Linked DNA regions of Mus musculus: all the other regions are linked to region 1. Evidence: chromatin contacts called from public HiChIP or PLAC-seq and promoter capture Hi-C data. All regions are on one chromosome and are shown on one strand. The core of a region is the stretch at or near the end of the contact, and the rest is flanking DNA. Distances in the headings are between cores, read along the strand shown. Region 1 holds the start of Garnl3 (GTPase activating RANGAP domain-like 3). Region 2 holds the start of C130021I20Rik (Riken cDNA C130021I20 gene). Region 3 holds the start of Ttc16 (tetratricopeptide repeat domain 16).

Region 1 (4,906 bases), core at 1,526-4,025:
TGCAGTCAATTTGACAGGCAGCTGCTGTGCTACATGCCTGGAGGAGCCCAGGGCTCTGCTGAGAGTAACTAGGATGTAAATATATAGGGAAAGAACAGGGACAATATTGTGGATCTCTTGGAGAGGAAGGCAGAGGGTCTGGGGATACCTAAGAAGACAGGGGGCCTTGAGAGTTTTCAGATCAGAAGTCGCAGAACATTAAGGAGGCTGTAGGAGTGGGGGGAGGGGGGTCAGGGAGACAGAGAGGACAGGATGCACATGGGGAAAAGCAGGCAACCCGAGATTACTGAGGGAGAGTTCCAGTCAAGGTGATAATCTGAAAAGATCTGTCAGGAGGAAGTCATGATGCATAAAGCAAACCCACTCCAGTTTGATTAGAGGTAAAGGAGAGAGGGAGAAAGCGAGGGAGGGAGTAAGGGAGGGAGGGAGGCAGAGAGAGAGCAAGCGCCAGCGAGCAGGAGCGCAGGAACTAGAGTAGATTGGGGATCTCAGTGGCAGCTCCCAGGCATACACACCCATTCTTGCTCCTGTCTCTGCTTGAATGAGACCAGAACCTTGTGATCGCAGTGAAAGAGCCCTGCTGCACAAATTAGCACACACCTACACTTTACCTGGGAAGAGGAACTCTCAATTGAGCAGCTTCCTCCATCAGATTAGCCTGTAGACAGGTCTGTGAGGGCTTTTGGTAGTGGTGGTGGGGTGCTGTGAAGGATCTAAGCCCACTGTAGGTGGTAGTATCCCGGGCAGGTGGTACTTGGCTAGATAAGAAAAGAAGGTGAGCAAGCCAGAGGAAAATCTGTTAAGTGCTGATTCAGTTCTTGAGTTCCTCACCCTTCCAGCTCCAAACTGTTGTACCTCGTTGTGGACTCCGCTTCAGCCAGGAAGACCCGCATCATCCAGGCACCCCTGAAGTGAGGAAGAGGCAACGTGGGCGGGGCTTGTGTAGGGCAGGGGAAGCTAAAGGGCTCTTGGGGCTGAATAGCCAAGGGACAAGAGACGCAGAATTGCTCCAAGTACAGACCTCAGTTTCTGCTTGGGACATTGAGCTCCTGCTCTGACTTCCCAGATGATGGGCTGTAGCCTGTAAGACAAATAAAGGCTTTCTTCCCTAAGGTGCTTTTGATCACAGCAACAGAAACTGAACTAGAAATAGATGGCAAAGCCATCCTTACTTAAACTCAGATGAATTTCCACACCCAACTACAGTGCAATGTTACAGAACTCAGATGATGCATCCGACTCGGGGAGGAAATGAGGGGTGGAGGTTAGAGCTGTCACAAAATTGGAAGGTTATGAATGAAAACCTGAACCCACAACTGGTAGACAACCAAAGCTCCCCTCAGCCTCACTGTGTCAGACCACAAACAGCCACCAGGAGACAGTAGTACCTCCTTTTGCTGACTGGTTAGATCCTGAGGTAGCGCAAACCTCATGGTGGACCCCAGTTCAGGCAGGAAGACCCGCACCATCCAGGCACTCCTGAAGTGAGAAAGAGGCGACATGGGCGGGGCTAGATAGGCGGGACTTGTAGGCGGGGAAGCTAGAGGGCTCTTGGGGTGGAATAGCCAAGGGACGAGAGAACAAAATTGCTCTAAGTACAGACCTCAGCTTCAAGAGAAAAGAGGCGGAGCTCCGGGGTTGGGGGCCATGCCTGTGGGCGGGATGTGGAGAAAGGCGGCCCCCAAAAGAAGGCGGTGCTACGATAGAAAGGACCAAGAGGTGCTGAGGTGAGGAGGGTCAGCAGAGAATCCAGCAATCGGAGCTGTGGAGCGGCGGGCCGATAGAGCGCTCTGTGCTGGAGGGGTAGGTGGGAAGGGCCTAGATCTGTGGGAATGGTAAGGAGCGGGAGTGATGGGCCGTGGACCCGACGAAGTTGAGGATCCAGTGGGCATTGGGAGCCTGCGTGCGCTACACAGAAGAACGGAGGGAGCGCGGGTAGAAGATCTTGGTGAGGCCAGTTCAGGAGGGGCGTGGCTGGAGCTGGTGTAGAGGCAGGGTGGGGCCTGCACTGGTCTGAGAAGGGCCGGAGAAACGGAGATCGTTAGCTCGGGGCGTGGCCTGTGCCCAGACTAGGGAGTGAGGTGGGTTTGGCTAAGAGATGGGGCGGGCCCTTGGCAAAGCTGAAGGGCAAAGGGACTGACTGGATAAGGGTTTGGGGTGGGGCCTGAGCCCACTGATAGGTAAGGCTTGGTACTTGGGGCGGGGCACGGGTGGAGCCTGAGCAGAGCTGAGAGGAGATCTGCGTGATTGGGGCGGGGCAAAGGCGGACAGGGGCGGGACCTGAACCTAATTCAAATAGACTGGGTTGGGGCGGTGAGGGGGCGGGGCCTAAACCCAGCTGAGTGGTGAGGGAGGATCTTCTAGATTAGGGGCGAGGCAGGGGGAGGGCCAAGGCCTCAAAAAGGACCAAAGGGAGTGGATTCGGTAGGAGATCAGGGAGGTTCCGGAGACTAGCTCCGGAGAGATGAGGCAAACTTCGCTAGGCTAGGGGCAGGGCTTAAAGCCAGAGGTTCGGAAGAGGCGTACCTGCTAGAATGGGGGCGGGGCAGAGGTGAGGCCTAAAGCCAGAGGCGTGGTTAGGCCGTTAGAGTAGGGGCGGGGCCTAAAGCCTCAGGCGTGTTCAAGGGACCTGATTAGAGTAGGGGCGGGGCTTGGACCCCGCGAATAGTCTGAGGGCGTGGTTAGGCTGGAGTTCGGGGCGGGGCCTGAGGTCCCAGGCTGGGCTGGAGTTTGGGGCGGGACAGAGGCGGGGCTTGGGTCCGGTGAGGGGTGCGGGGCGGGGCGTGGGCTGCGGCGCGCTAGCTGAGCGTCCGGCCGAACACCGCCGAGGCCCGAGCCCACCCGAGTGTGCCCGAGCCGTCGGCCCCCGCCCGGGGCGATGGAGCAGGAACCCGGCGGGGCTGCCGCTGCGCTCCTGCGGCAGAAGAGGGCGGCGCTGCGGCGCAGGGGGTGCAGCTTTGAGAGTCCCAGGTACCGTTGCCCCGGAGGGGTGCAGCCTCTAGGGGTGGGAGAGGGGAGTAGGCCACGTGGGGGTTGGCGGTGTGAGGGGACAGAGTGTGGCGAGGCCGCGGCGTGGGAGGGAGTCGGCGCAGAGCCCAGTAGAGCGGCCGGGCCACGCTGAGGGAGTGCCCAGCGGGAGGGCTAGAGACCTGTGTCCGGCCGGCAGATGATGTGGACGTCCGAAGCCTCGGCCCTGTGACAGGCCCTGCACACTACGGCTCAGGGAGGTCTTGGGCTGTGGAGAACGCGACCTGCCTGCTTCTAAATGCTCAAGGACAAGGTCGGAACCCCTAAGCCCCCAAAAGGACACCCTTTAGGCTTCTCTTGCTTTCTATAATCCATCCTCGCACCCCAAGTGCCTGGCCACCTGCTGCCTATGGCCCCGCCCATCTGTGGTTGGGGTGGGGGGCACCCTGCATAGTTCCTAGGTCCTTTCTCTTTCCCAGGTTGTCCGTGCCCCTCCCGGACTTACCTTCCTTAACTGGCGCCCTCCTGAGGAACCAGCCTGGCCGTAGGTGAAGCTTGGCTGCTGCCGGACACGCCCTTCCCTTTGCGGCTCTTGCCCATGCCTATCCCCGGCTTACTCCCACCTCCAAGGAATTCCTTGTAACTTGAAATGGGTCCTGCTTCCAGGTGGACTCATTCCTTTCAGAATGACTCCAGCACCACCATCTGGGCCAGATTTTCATCAGTATTCTGTAATAATGGCCTTAGGGAGGGTATCCTGAAGCCAACCCCCTTCCTCCTAGCCTACTGCTGCCTGCACCCCTGAGTTTTTAATTGCCATAGCATGGGTAGGGACGAGGAAGAGAAAAAAGATGTAGGACTCTAACCTCCACTGAGGTGGAAAAGAGAGTTCATTTGCTAAGGCACAAAGCAAACCAGCCAAGATCCTTAAAGGAAGGTGTGATGCCCTTAATTGGCCTTTCTCAGACTCAGTCCTTGACACACTGCTCCAGCAGTTCTGATGCTGTGTGGTAAGGACAGATATCAAGGCTGCTCTAGCCGCTGCCCTAGCCTCTTCCCCATCACCACAGCTGCCTCAAGCCTGGCCCATCACAGAGCCTGAAGGGCTTGGGCACTCCTCCCTCAGGCTGTAGAACTGCTCATCAATTCTTTTTGAAAGTCTTTCTTGAACTCTAGGCTTAGCTTTGTGTGATCAGCACCTGGGCATCTGCCAAGAAGGTTCTAAATATTTGTGTGGTGACCTGAGTGGAACATTTCCCTTCCATAGGAGACCCAGGCAGCTAACAATCTCTATGGCTTGAGCATGAAGAATAGGAAGAGGTATACCAAGAGACTGGAGCAAAGAGAATCTCTCAGGTCTGAGGCAGCCTGCTTAGGACAGTGCTGCTACAGAACTTCCGGACATGAAGGAATGGTTCTGTAATGCAGCCCATGCAGTCCGGGAGCCACAGACACCTGTGGCTGTGGAACACCTCGCCAAGACACCTGAGTGTTGAGTTGTGCTTAGCCTTCAATGCAAGTAACCACATTGATCCCAGCACTACCCCCTCAGCCAGCATTAATTAGCTTTCTCAGGCTCAGTCCTTGACACATCTGCTCCAGCAATTCTGATAAGAGCCTTAGGAGGACTGAGAAATGCGTACCATAGTGGACAGTGCTGGCATAAAAATTAGACTTCCTTCCCCTTTGTCTTCATGACCATATTCTTCAAGAACTGAAATGACTTACAAGCCTCCAGGTGTTTTTGTTCTCTGATACACCATGACATTATCTAGTGGCTTGTGAGATAATTAGGATTAGCTTTTTTTTTTCTTTTTTTCTTCTAAAAATAATTTATTGAATGAAATTTGAAAATGCAAGAAGAACATAAACAGGATAATTAAATTATTTTGATGGTAGTATTGATGATATATAGTCTCATATAGCCCTGGTTGGCCTG
Region 2 (4,906 bases), core at 917-3,416, 510 kb before region 1:
GGCGAAGCTCCGGGCCTGGAACCAGGGCTTTCGGTGCCCAGCAGTGGTTGCAGAGACACACTATGGCCAGCAGAGGGCGGAGTGCACCCGGTTGGGCCGCTGCTTCTGCGAGCGGTTCGGTGCCTCCCGGCTCTGCACGCCCCAGCCTTTACCCGCTCGGCTTCTTCCCGCAGTAACGCGCCAGGGCCCAGATACCCAGAGAAGGCGGTCCAGATCCAGGCCCAGGCCTCTGCCCAACCTCAGGGCTCAAGGCCTTAGATTTTTCACACTGGGTAAAAACAAGGACGAAGGGTGGGTGAAGAAAACTCTACATCCACATACCCATGCTCCTGGATACACAAAGGCGCCGAGAAATACACAGAACACAAAGCCACAAACACAAAAACCCCTGGGCGACACAGAACAATTCAGGAGCTCCGGGGCAAACAGAAACACAAAGGTAACTCAGAGACACACTTATAGAGAAAAATCTACCAGATTCGCTAAAGGGGCCGAGGCGCATACAAAGGCGTAGACATCTTCACTATCTACACCTTCACGAGGACACACACAAAGACGTGTAAAAAACATGACATAGAAGCACGAGAGACGTGTACCGAAAACACACACACTCATTGCCTGGAAAGACGTAAGGACACACAAACACAAAATGTATGTGCACAGGAATACGGGTGCACACGTTCTCAATAGCTTCCGCGAGGCGGGAGCGCGGACACACACAGACACACTCCGATACCCACCGACACACACGCAGGTACTGGGGTGGGGCGGTGACCGCTAATCCTCCACAAAGCCGGGCCCCTCCGGGGGGCCCCCCCAGCACAGGGGGCCACTTCTGACCAAGCCTCCCTCAGGCTCCAAATCTGATCCGCCCTCTCGCCTCTAGCGGGGTCAGGGGACCCGCCCTCCGAGCCCTCCATCCCCTCCCGGCTTCGCGCCGCTGCTCCACAGCCGGAGGGGCCAGGGCCGCCCAGCAGCAGCTCGCAGGGGCTGTTAACTCCTGCCCTGGGACCGCACCATCCCTCCTGCTATTCCAGGACGAAACCCGCGCGGGAGTGGTGGGGCCGAAGGTACCCTGTTTCCCGATGCGACGTCTTCTAGTTTTCTCGCGGATGTCTGGCCGGATGCACCCAGGAGTCTCCAGCTGCGTGCCGCTGGCCTTGCGTTGCCCGCTGTCGAGGCCCACTTTGCCAAGGGTGGCCAGCGCTCAGTCTCTAACCCTGGCCAGGTCCCTTAGCCACAATGAAAGGGCACCGATTTCAGAGGTCACACAGATTTCCTTAGAACGACTGTACCCATGCCGTTCCAGGCCTCCACCCCTAGATCTTGAGGACACCACTTCTTACCTGCCCCTCATACTCCAAGCCTTGGGAGGCCCAGCCTTCGCCCACTGACCCCGGCCGGGAACAAGATATCTTTCCGAGCCCTGTTGACCCTCTTAACACTCTCTTGGTCTCAACCCGGGCCTGACCGTCCTCTTTCACCCAAGATCTCCCATTCTGGCTATGAGAGCCCCCTCAACTCATTCCCCCGCCCTATTTCTGCCAGGCCTGGGCTTTTTGGGACTACTTACTCAAACTACAGCCCTTACACCCCCTCCCCAGGTCAGGGTTCCCTTTGGCGAGTCCGGGGCCAGCGGTTCTTGCTTACATTTGATGTTCCCCATCCCTCGACCCTAGGAGCCCTCTCAGCACACCAGGCTGTCCGGTGCAGGCCCCGCCTCCCGAGGGGACACCAACTCAGACCCTGCGACCTACCTTAGACTACGAGTCCGGGTTTGGGCCAGCCGCTCCCGCCTGGCGCTGTCCCCTGGAGAAGTCGCTGCGTTCCCCGCCGTCCTCACAGTCTGGCCTCGCTTGGGGCCACTCCTCTGAGCGCTGGAGCTTAAAAAAAAAACAACAAAAATATTAATAATAAAAAAGGCAAGAAAGAAAAAAAAGAAAGCCTGATTTCCCCAACTCCCAAATCAATTTTTCAAGAGGGGTGGGGCACAGGATTTGTTTCGATGGCTAACCAAACTTCTGCCAATGGTGGACAGGATGGTCGCCTGGATTCAGGGCGCGGCACGGGGTGCAGGACGGGGGCTAAGGGAGCCCTCCCGCAGGGAGGGGGGGAGGCGACGGCACTATTTGACGTGGAGCAGCCGGCTCATCCCGGCGCAGTGATACGAGGCGCACCAATGAGTTCAAATGTCAGGAAGTTTGAGGAGGGGTGAGGCGGCTCGGGGCCGGAGTATCCCTCCGCCGCCAGCCCCAGCTCTAAACCGAGCGGCTCCTCGGGCGCACCATGGCACTGGAGTAGTGCGGGGAGCGCGCCTGGAGCCCCGCGGCCTGCTGCGCCCCGCCCGGGACCCTGCTGCGACGCCCGCGCCCCCCCAGCCCGCGGGGCCGCCCCTGCACCCCCGCCCCCTCCCCCGCCCGCCGCCGCCGCCGCCGCCTCCTCCTACTCCTCCGGGCGGCTCCGCGTGCCGCCCGCTGCTGCAGCCGGGACCCGGGGCTGACAAGCAGGTGACAGGCGAGCAGCGAGTGCGCGTGGCTGCGAGTAGCCGGTAGAGAGCGGCGCGCGGGGCTGCCAGCCGCCCGGGCCCTCCCGCACGACGCCGGGGCCCGGGGCCAGCGCGCCGCCGCTCCACGCTCGCCCCGGGGCAGCGGGCGGCCCCGACCCCGCGGGCGCCGCGCCTCCCCGGCTGCAGCGGAGCGGGCGGACGGGCCGGAGGGTGAGCGGCCCAGCCGGCGGGGTCCGCAGCGCGCCGGGCGTCCCATGGATATAGCAACAGGTCCCGAGTCGCTGGAGAGGTGCTTCCCTCGCGGGCAGACGGACTGCGCCAAGATGTTGGACGGCATCAAGATGTTGGACGGCATCAAGATGGAGGAGCACGCCCTTCGCCCCGGGCCCGCCACCCTGGGGGTGCTGCTGGGTGAGTGCTGGGTCGCAACGCTCGAATAGTGCGGGTCAGGGGGTAGGGTTGTCCGTCGTGCCGCTGTGGATACCGGCGTGAGGGGCAAAGAATAAAGAAAATAGGTTTTCAGGACGTGGGGAGGGGGTCCGGACCCCTGGAATGACCACCGGAGGGGTAACAAGCACACCGAGACAGAGCTCCCTGAGGGGAAAACGTTCAGGGACGTCACCTAGACAGAGGACTGAACAGCCTCAGCCGTCACTCACACCGTCCTCTCCGGGTCTGGGTTCTAGTGCTGCTACACTGGACTGAGCTGGGGTGGGAAGCGGGTGGCAGGGATGCTGGAGAACCAAGTTGTCTCCTTAGAGCCCGGGAGAGAGGCCAGGTCACCTGGGGAAGGGGAGCTTTTAGAAGAGAAAACTATCCCCGGGTCTATCCCAACCGCGGTTCTTGGGGTAGAAGGTTCCAACAGCATCGTGGGGCGTGTCAGCCAGCGAGTGTCCTGGCCTCACCTCGCTGGTTGGGTTCCAGCCGGCCACCCCGCGCGGAGCTCCTTCTCGTTGGTAATAACACCATCCGCTGGATCTCCGCGAGCGGGGAGAGCGCAGCGCCCAGCCAAGGCTGCAGGCCCTCGGCCTCACGGCGCCCCAGCTTACGGAAAGGAGCGTGCTGTCTAGGGCTGCCGGGTCTCTGGCTCGCCGGCTGGGGTCCTCAGGCGACGGGAGGCGCTCCGGGGCTGGGCCAAGCGGCGCTGACGGCCCGGCTCTCGCCCTGTGCGCTGCAGGCTCCGACTGCCCGCATCCCGCCGTCTGCGAGGGCTGCCAGCGGCCCATCTCCGACCGCTTCCTGATGCGAGTCAACGAGTCGTCCTGGCACGAGGAGTGTTTGCAGTGCGCGGCATGTCAGCAAGCCCTCACCACCAGCTGCTACTTCCGGGATCGGAAACTGTACTGCAAACAAGACTACCAACAGTAAGCGCCTCTCGCCCTCCTCTCTTTCCCCGCCATGGACCAGCACTCCAGCCCGGCCGGTCCCTGCCGGGAAGGGCCCACGCCGCCCTGCGGCCGGCTCTGCGCTCCACTGGGCCCGGCAGCTCCGATGGCTCAAAGGGCTGCGTGTCTCCGGGCTGGGGCGAATCATCTCCTTCCAGCCGACAGTGGTGGGGTGCCCCTAGGTGCCATCTGTTGTCCCGGAAACCTGCGCAGAGTGACTGAATTGGGGTACAAGACAAAGCCCGGGGCGGACTGGTCGGTCGATACGATGTTTGTCCTGGGAGAGGGCTTGGCCCCTCTAAAGCCTGAAGTGGGGACAAGAATATATTTTCCAAGAAAGGCATTGCTTTAGAGAGCCAAGCCTGACTGTGTTTCCCCAGTTCAAGAGCGTCTGGGGTTCCTGGAGCAGGGAGGTGGGTGCTGGACCCTGGCTGCGATGCAGGCGGGAGATCTCCACCCTGGCTGGCTCCTTGCGCCACTTTTCTTCTCTGGTAAAGAGAAATGGGTGTCCTTCTTCCTAAACCGTTCCATACGGGAATTTTGCCCTTACAATTTTTCTTAGCTGGAGAATCAATCTGTCTAGGAAGCTACAGCTTCCTAGACAGCTCTTCGTTGAAGTGGCTGACTGAAGGAGTCAGGCCCAGACAGCCTTCTTTCTTGCAGCATGCTGGAAAAGGGTGGTTGATACTAGAGGTGTGGTTTGAGCCTTACCTGCTGGCTTCTATGCTAAGCAGGGTGGCACTGTGGACTTGTGTGGCTGAAGGCTGGGGACAGACCGCAGAAGATGCAGAGCTTTTCTGGTGACCTACCTGGAAGTGCAATGGGGGAGGTTGAGTTGGGGTGCAATGAGGAGCCTTGGTGGGAAGAGGGGTGTGGGAATCTTGGGAGGGAAGTTGCAGAGACAAGCGTGAGACTGTGGGAAGTTCTAAGTGGCGTTCAGAAAGGCTTCTTGGATGGGACTCCTCAGGTGTTCTGGGCTGGAGTGGTCTCTGGGTGCCAAAGCCCTTGGAGAAAA
Region 3 (4,906 bases), core at 1,416-3,915, 350 kb after region 1:
CATCATACCAACAGATGCAAACAGAGGCGGAGGACGGCGACTTTGATGTGGTGTTCCAACTGCAGCGCAAGGAGCTGCTGCAGCAACTGCTGGTATTGCTCAGCTCAGGGGTGGTTTTGAAAACACAGCCGGACATGGGTTCCCACCAGGACAAGCAGCCCCAGGGCCTATCCAAAGAAAGGTGAGCAGATAGCCCTGTGGGGGCCTCAGCAGACCCTGGCTCTCCAATATTTTTCCTCTTGTGGGGATGGAGGGGATGACCCTGGATCCCTCTCCACAGCCAACGCATCACCCAGACATCCAAGGAAGGGGCTGTTTCTCTGCTGCAGCAGCTCTCGACCATCACAACCTATAAGCCAGGGGATCTTGGGCTGGTGCCTCGACGTCCGGTCCGCATCCCACTCAAACCCCAGGATCTCAGGCCCCTCTCCTATATCACCCGAATGGGGATCTGCCAGAACACGAATGAGGTAGGGGTGCCAGGAACCCTAGGCACAGCAAGCTGACAGCTGTCCCTGGTTCTGCCAGGCTATAGTTGGGTAGCCTCAGGGATATGGTGGAATCTCTTTGCTCCTCCCCACCTAGAAAATGACCCAATGGAAAAAGGCTAAAGCATTATACCCATGATCCCTTAGGAATAGGGTTTGCCAGACCCTCTTGTCCCTACCCACTGGTGCCTAACCCCACAGGAAGCTTCCAATTTCAAGTTCGTATCTTTAATCTTGCAGATCTACCCATCTGGAGCTCTCAAAAGGTTCAGAAAGTTTACCCTTCCTAGACCTTTCCTACACCGCAAATAGCGAACGGGGAGACCAAGCTGCTGCAGAAACAGACTGATGTGGCCACAGTCCCTCCTTGAATCTGCAAGTAGCCTGGGGAAACCCAGGGAAGTTATATAAACATTGGGTACCACTGTGTCATTGCAGTTCTGTGGCCCTGTCTTGGCTTCATGGCACCGGCAGGCAGTCAAACAGGTAGATATATCCACTGGTATTAGAGGCCTGACAATGGTCCCTGGCTTCGAGCACGGATGTGGTCCAGGAGCAGGTCAGTGGCCTGATCCATCAATGGGGACAGTAGCTCCTGCTCCTCCGGGGAGAAACAGCCCAGGACATGGTTCTCCACCATATTAGGGTGTGTGGGGCGCCCGATGCCCACCAGCAGCCTTGGCATTGCCTGTAGGGTCCCAGGGGAATGAGGATGCATTGGTGAGATACAATGTCAATGCTAGCCACCCCCACCCAGGGCAGGGCAGAAGGGTAGACTCACATTGGAGTTCAGACAGCTAATGCAGGAACGGACTCCATTATGGCCCCTTGAGGGGATATGAAGAGCAGTTAGTACTTTCTGAGGCAGTGCCCTTCCTCCATTCCCTTGCCCAGGCCTTCTTCAGAGCAGCCCAGCCTATCGAGATAGATAGTCTCAACAATCTTACTCCACTCCAACAGAGGCCAGCATCCCTACCCAAACCTACGCACATAAGAGCCTCACCTTGCGCTGCCCCCCAGCTTCAGAGCCAGCTTTCCCAACGGCTTGTCCAGTTCATCATGGACCAGATAGATCTCCTCCGCAGTCAGCCCAAACAGCTCCGCTTGGCACAGGGAAACAACACTCTAGTTACTGCATATCTGCTCAGAGGGGTCACAACAACCCCCATATGTAAACAGGCTTCCCCAAGCCTTCACTGTAGTAATTGGGGCTCACCAGGCACTTGTCACAATTGAACCCTCTCTCTGGTCCCTGTGCCCTCTTATCCATGAAACCTACAACTCACCAGCTCGGGCTACGCTGCGCCCGTTGACGTTCATGAGGCGCCGCGGCCGGAGCAGTACCAGCTGAGCATCCCCGAGCGGGGCCAGGGCGAGGTCAGCAGCACAGCGCGAGTCACGAGTCCAATTCTCCGCCACTCCCAGTCGCCTTGCTATTTGCCCCAGCACCGCCATGCCCACACTGTGCCGGGTGCCGGGCATTCCGTGGTTCCCCAGGCCAGCCACCTGTAGGCAACACTCACTCAGGACCCAAAACATTGACCAGGAAACAGAAGCGACAGTATTGGGAAGGAGCACTTAAGGGTCTGGGAACTCCTGGAGGCCCCACCAGCCAGAGGATGCCGCTCCCTGGTGCAAGAGCAAAACTAAAAGTTTGGAGCCAGTTAGTATTGCGCCTATTTGACTAAGTAGAAAAAGGGACAACTATCCCGAAAAGATGGTTCCGAAGGTAAGGTTGCTGCTAACCCTGACAACCTGGGTTCGATCCCCAGAACCCACATGGTGGAAAGAACCCTCTCCTAAGTTGCCCTCTGACAGCCACAGGGCACATGCATACAACGCATACACTTAAATGTAAGCGTAGCTGCGGAGCCAAGCCCCGCGTCCCTGTGTAGCCACCCACGCCCCACTCACCAGCCACCGCTTCCCGGGGAACCGAGCCTCGGAAACCTGCCGGCTCAAGGCCCAACTCCGCCGCATCCCTGGACTAAAAAGACCGGACTTCAACGTGCCGACTCCCATTCACAGCCAGGACCCCGCCCCTTGACGTCAGGCATCCCTAAGCCAATAGCATCACGACATGTCCAGCGACGCCCAATCCAGGCTGGGTTTGGCGTCCGCCATGTCTCTGCGGGGCGGAAGTGGGTGGATCGCGGGCCCGGGCGAGTGTCTGGGTGCATTCCTCCGCGACGCGTCACCCTGTATGGCTCAGCCTTTGCTCGGCCTTTGCTCGAGGGCTGGTACCTCGTTAAGTTTCTACCCTGGCCCGCGTCGGCGTGCACTGCCCATAGGTTCTTTCCTTGACTTAGGCCTTGGCTTGCCTTGCTGAGTTTCTAGTGACTCTCGGAGGCGGGGCCAAGTGGGCGGGGCCTATGGACATCGTGGACCTGGTGCCTAGCAACAACGGAGCTAGGGAACCTCAGAGTATGCTTAGCCCAGAAGTTAGCCTAGAAACCTGGCCATGACAGACAGAAGCAAGGTGAGGGCTGAGAAGGGGAAAGCTGAGGCAGAGGTCGGGGCCGCAAGAAGGGCTTGAGGAAGAGCCAGTCAAGCCCTTCAGGGGAACTGGGAGAGGTCAGAGGTCATCATTTGTAGTGTGGTAGGGGAGAAGGGTGACTGGCCTCCCAGTCCTAAGGGAGAGAGAGGGCAGAGAGATTTTTTGGGGGGGTTGTTGTTGTTTTAACGTTTTGGGGTTTTGTTTGTTTGTTTTATAGACTCAGAGAACTCCATCTGCCTCTAGCTCTAGAACGGGGTTATTAAAGGTATGCACTACCGTGCCCAGCCCAAGTGGAGAGATTTTGAGGAGTGAAACACAGAACTTGAGGACTGATGAGACATAGGTTCCCCGATTCTGGTGACTATGGGAAGGGTGATCACACAGAGGTGAGAAGCCCTGGGAAGAAGTCAGGTGAAGTGCTTGCTCAATGTGACCTGACGAGTGTGAGAATCCCAGGGCGGGAGTCACAAGGAACCTTGTGCAGCAGGGTCTGAAAACGATGAGCAGCTAGAGCACAAGGTGAGAGCAGACAAAGCCCAAGAGGAGAGCAGAGGGTGCAGTGGTTCCTTGACCTTGACCACAGGACAGGGAGAGAGGCAGGGCTAGAGAAATGTTGGAGCCCTGGGGGACTGTTGAACCCCAGACTAGGTGTGCCTTCTACCAGGAGGCCTCTTCACACCTCTTCCAGTAGGCAAAGCTCCTGGGGGAAGTGTTCCTGAGGCCTTCTGAGCTTACTGCCCCTGGCTTGGTTCCAGGAGCCTCACAGTGCCCGTTCCCAGAAAACTCCAAAGCTAAAGGTTCCTGAAGCCCCAGAGAAGATCCTGCGACGCATCTTTGGGACCAGTCATGTGTTCTATGTTATGACAGATCCTACAAAACGAAGGATGATAGGATCAACAGTGCCTGCCAAAGTCAGAGAGTAGTGAGTGACTTCTTTGTCTCCAACTCCAGGTTCCTACTCTACAAAACCATTATTAATACTGGGTTCAGCTGCAAGCTGGCTGCTATCCCTCTCTGGGTCTCAGTGAACAGCGAGGGTAGAGGGATAAGGGGCTGATGCCCTGGAAGAGCTCCAGGAAGGTCAGCCTGGCCTCTGTGGAGCTCTGATGGCTTTTGCAGCCTCTTTACCTCAGCCCTCCCTCCTGCATACCCCATTCTAGCCCTGAGAAGGTCCTGGGCTGGTCCCAGATCAATACCAGATCCACTGCCTGTCCTGTCCTGTCCTGTCCTGTCCTCACAGCTATAACCAAGGCCATCAGTGCCTCCTACAAGAGGACTGGGAGATGTCTGTGCTGTTCTTCTCCCGTGCCCTCCACCTGGACCCCAAACTGGTAAGAGGAGAGTCAGAGTGGTCCCCAGGGAGCAACTGGCTGGGCATAAGTCCCCCACCCCCTGTCACTGTCAAACCTGCTTAGCCCTTCCTCCCAGGACCATCAGATTCTGGAACCACCTGGAAGGGAAGAAGTTGGAGAGGAAATAACAGCCAGGGTCTCTTTGCCTTTAGGTAGACTTCTATGTATTCCGTGCTGAGGCCTTCATCCAACTCTGTGACTTCTCCTCTGCCCTCCAGAACCTCCGCAGGGCCTACTCCTATGACCCAGGGAATAACAAGTACCTGAACCGGCTGGCCTTTGTGCTCTACCTACAGGTGCCTCAGCTGCCCCACCCGCAGGGGACTTCTCACCTTATCCCCAGCTACTGGCTTGCCCTTCACCTACAGGGAGCCTTCCTGGGATAGGATCTGAGTTCTTGGGGACTCCCGGTCTGTGCACCTGTTTACACCAGCTGCCCCCATCGCTGATTTATTAATTTAGCTGGAGGTGTCTAGAACTTCTGCAGTAAGGCTCTGACCTACCCACACTATCCAATAGGGTCACCACTGGCCACATGGAAATGTTGAGTCCTTACAGTGTGGCAAGTA

What was found. Promoter capture Hi-C pulls out the DNA fragments that hold promoters and counts their contacts. HiChIP or PLAC-seq counts read pairs in DNA pulled down with a chosen protein or histone mark.
Region 2: an H3K4me3 HiChIP or PLAC-seq map of embryonic stem cells shows a contact between it and region 1, with 8 read pairs. The contact joins the promoter of C130021I20Rik here to the promoter of Garnl3 in region 1. A contact is called at or near these places in 1 of 39 promoter capture datasets (the 3T3-L1 cell line) and 2 of 115 datasets of contacts at active chromatin or transcription factors (bone marrow-derived macrophages and embryonic stem cells).
Region 3: a promoter capture Hi-C map of pre-B cells shows a contact between it and region 1, with 4 times the contacts expected there. The contact joins the promoter of Ttc16 here to the promoter of Garnl3 in region 1. A contact is called at or near these places in 8 of 39 promoter capture datasets (the 3T3-L1 cell line, 3T3-L1-derived adipocytes, embryonic stem cells and 4 more) and 4 of 484 Hi-C or Micro-C datasets (CD8 T cells, cardiomyocytes, cerebellum and 1 more).

The regions. Positions count from the first base shown.
Region 1 is chr2:33,128,488-33,133,393 of GRCm38.p6, reverse strand. It overlaps Garnl3 (GTPase activating RANGAP domain-like 3), which reads left to right and starts at 2,775. Exons shown (of 30, transcript NM_001355200.1): 1 at 2,775-2,970. The coding sequence starts at 2,879.
Region 2 is chr2:33,638,453-33,643,358 of GRCm38.p6, reverse strand. It overlaps C130021I20Rik (Riken cDNA C130021I20 gene), which reads right to left and starts at 2,166. Exons shown (of 3, transcript NR_046275.1): 1 at 2,015-2,166; 2 at 1,758-1,883; 3 at 1-1,232. It overlaps Lmx1b (LIM homeobox transcription factor 1 beta), which reads left to right and starts at 2,261. Exons shown (of 8, transcript NM_010725.3): 1 at 2,261-2,917; 2 at 3,684-3,870. The coding sequence starts at 2,761. Gm39790 (a long non-coding RNA gene) reads right to left here and starts at 3,698. Exons shown (of 3, transcript XR_866136.3): 1 at 3,412-3,698; 2 at 3,129-3,289; 3 at 2,888-2,980.
Region 3 is chr2:32,773,392-32,778,297 of GRCm38.p6, reverse strand. It overlaps Ttc16 (tetratricopeptide repeat domain 16), which reads left to right and starts at 2,665. Exons shown (of 15, transcript NM_177384.3): 1 at 2,665-2,967; 2 at 3,203-3,250; 3 at 3,741-3,907; 4 at 4,226-4,316; 5 at 4,490-4,633. The coding sequence starts at 2,950. Ptrh1 (peptidyl-tRNA hydrolase 1 homolog) reads right to left here and starts at 2,477. Exons shown (of 5, transcript NM_178595.3): 1 at 2,403-2,477; 2 at 1,775-1,994; 3 at 1,492-1,591; 4 at 1,270-1,315; 5 at 705-1,176. The coding sequence starts at 2,468. The coding sequence ends at 994. It overlaps Cfap157 (cilia and flagella associated protein 157), which reads left to right. Exons shown (of 9, transcript NM_025619.1): 7 at 15-181; 8 at 281-470; 9 at 729-885. The coding sequence ends at 800.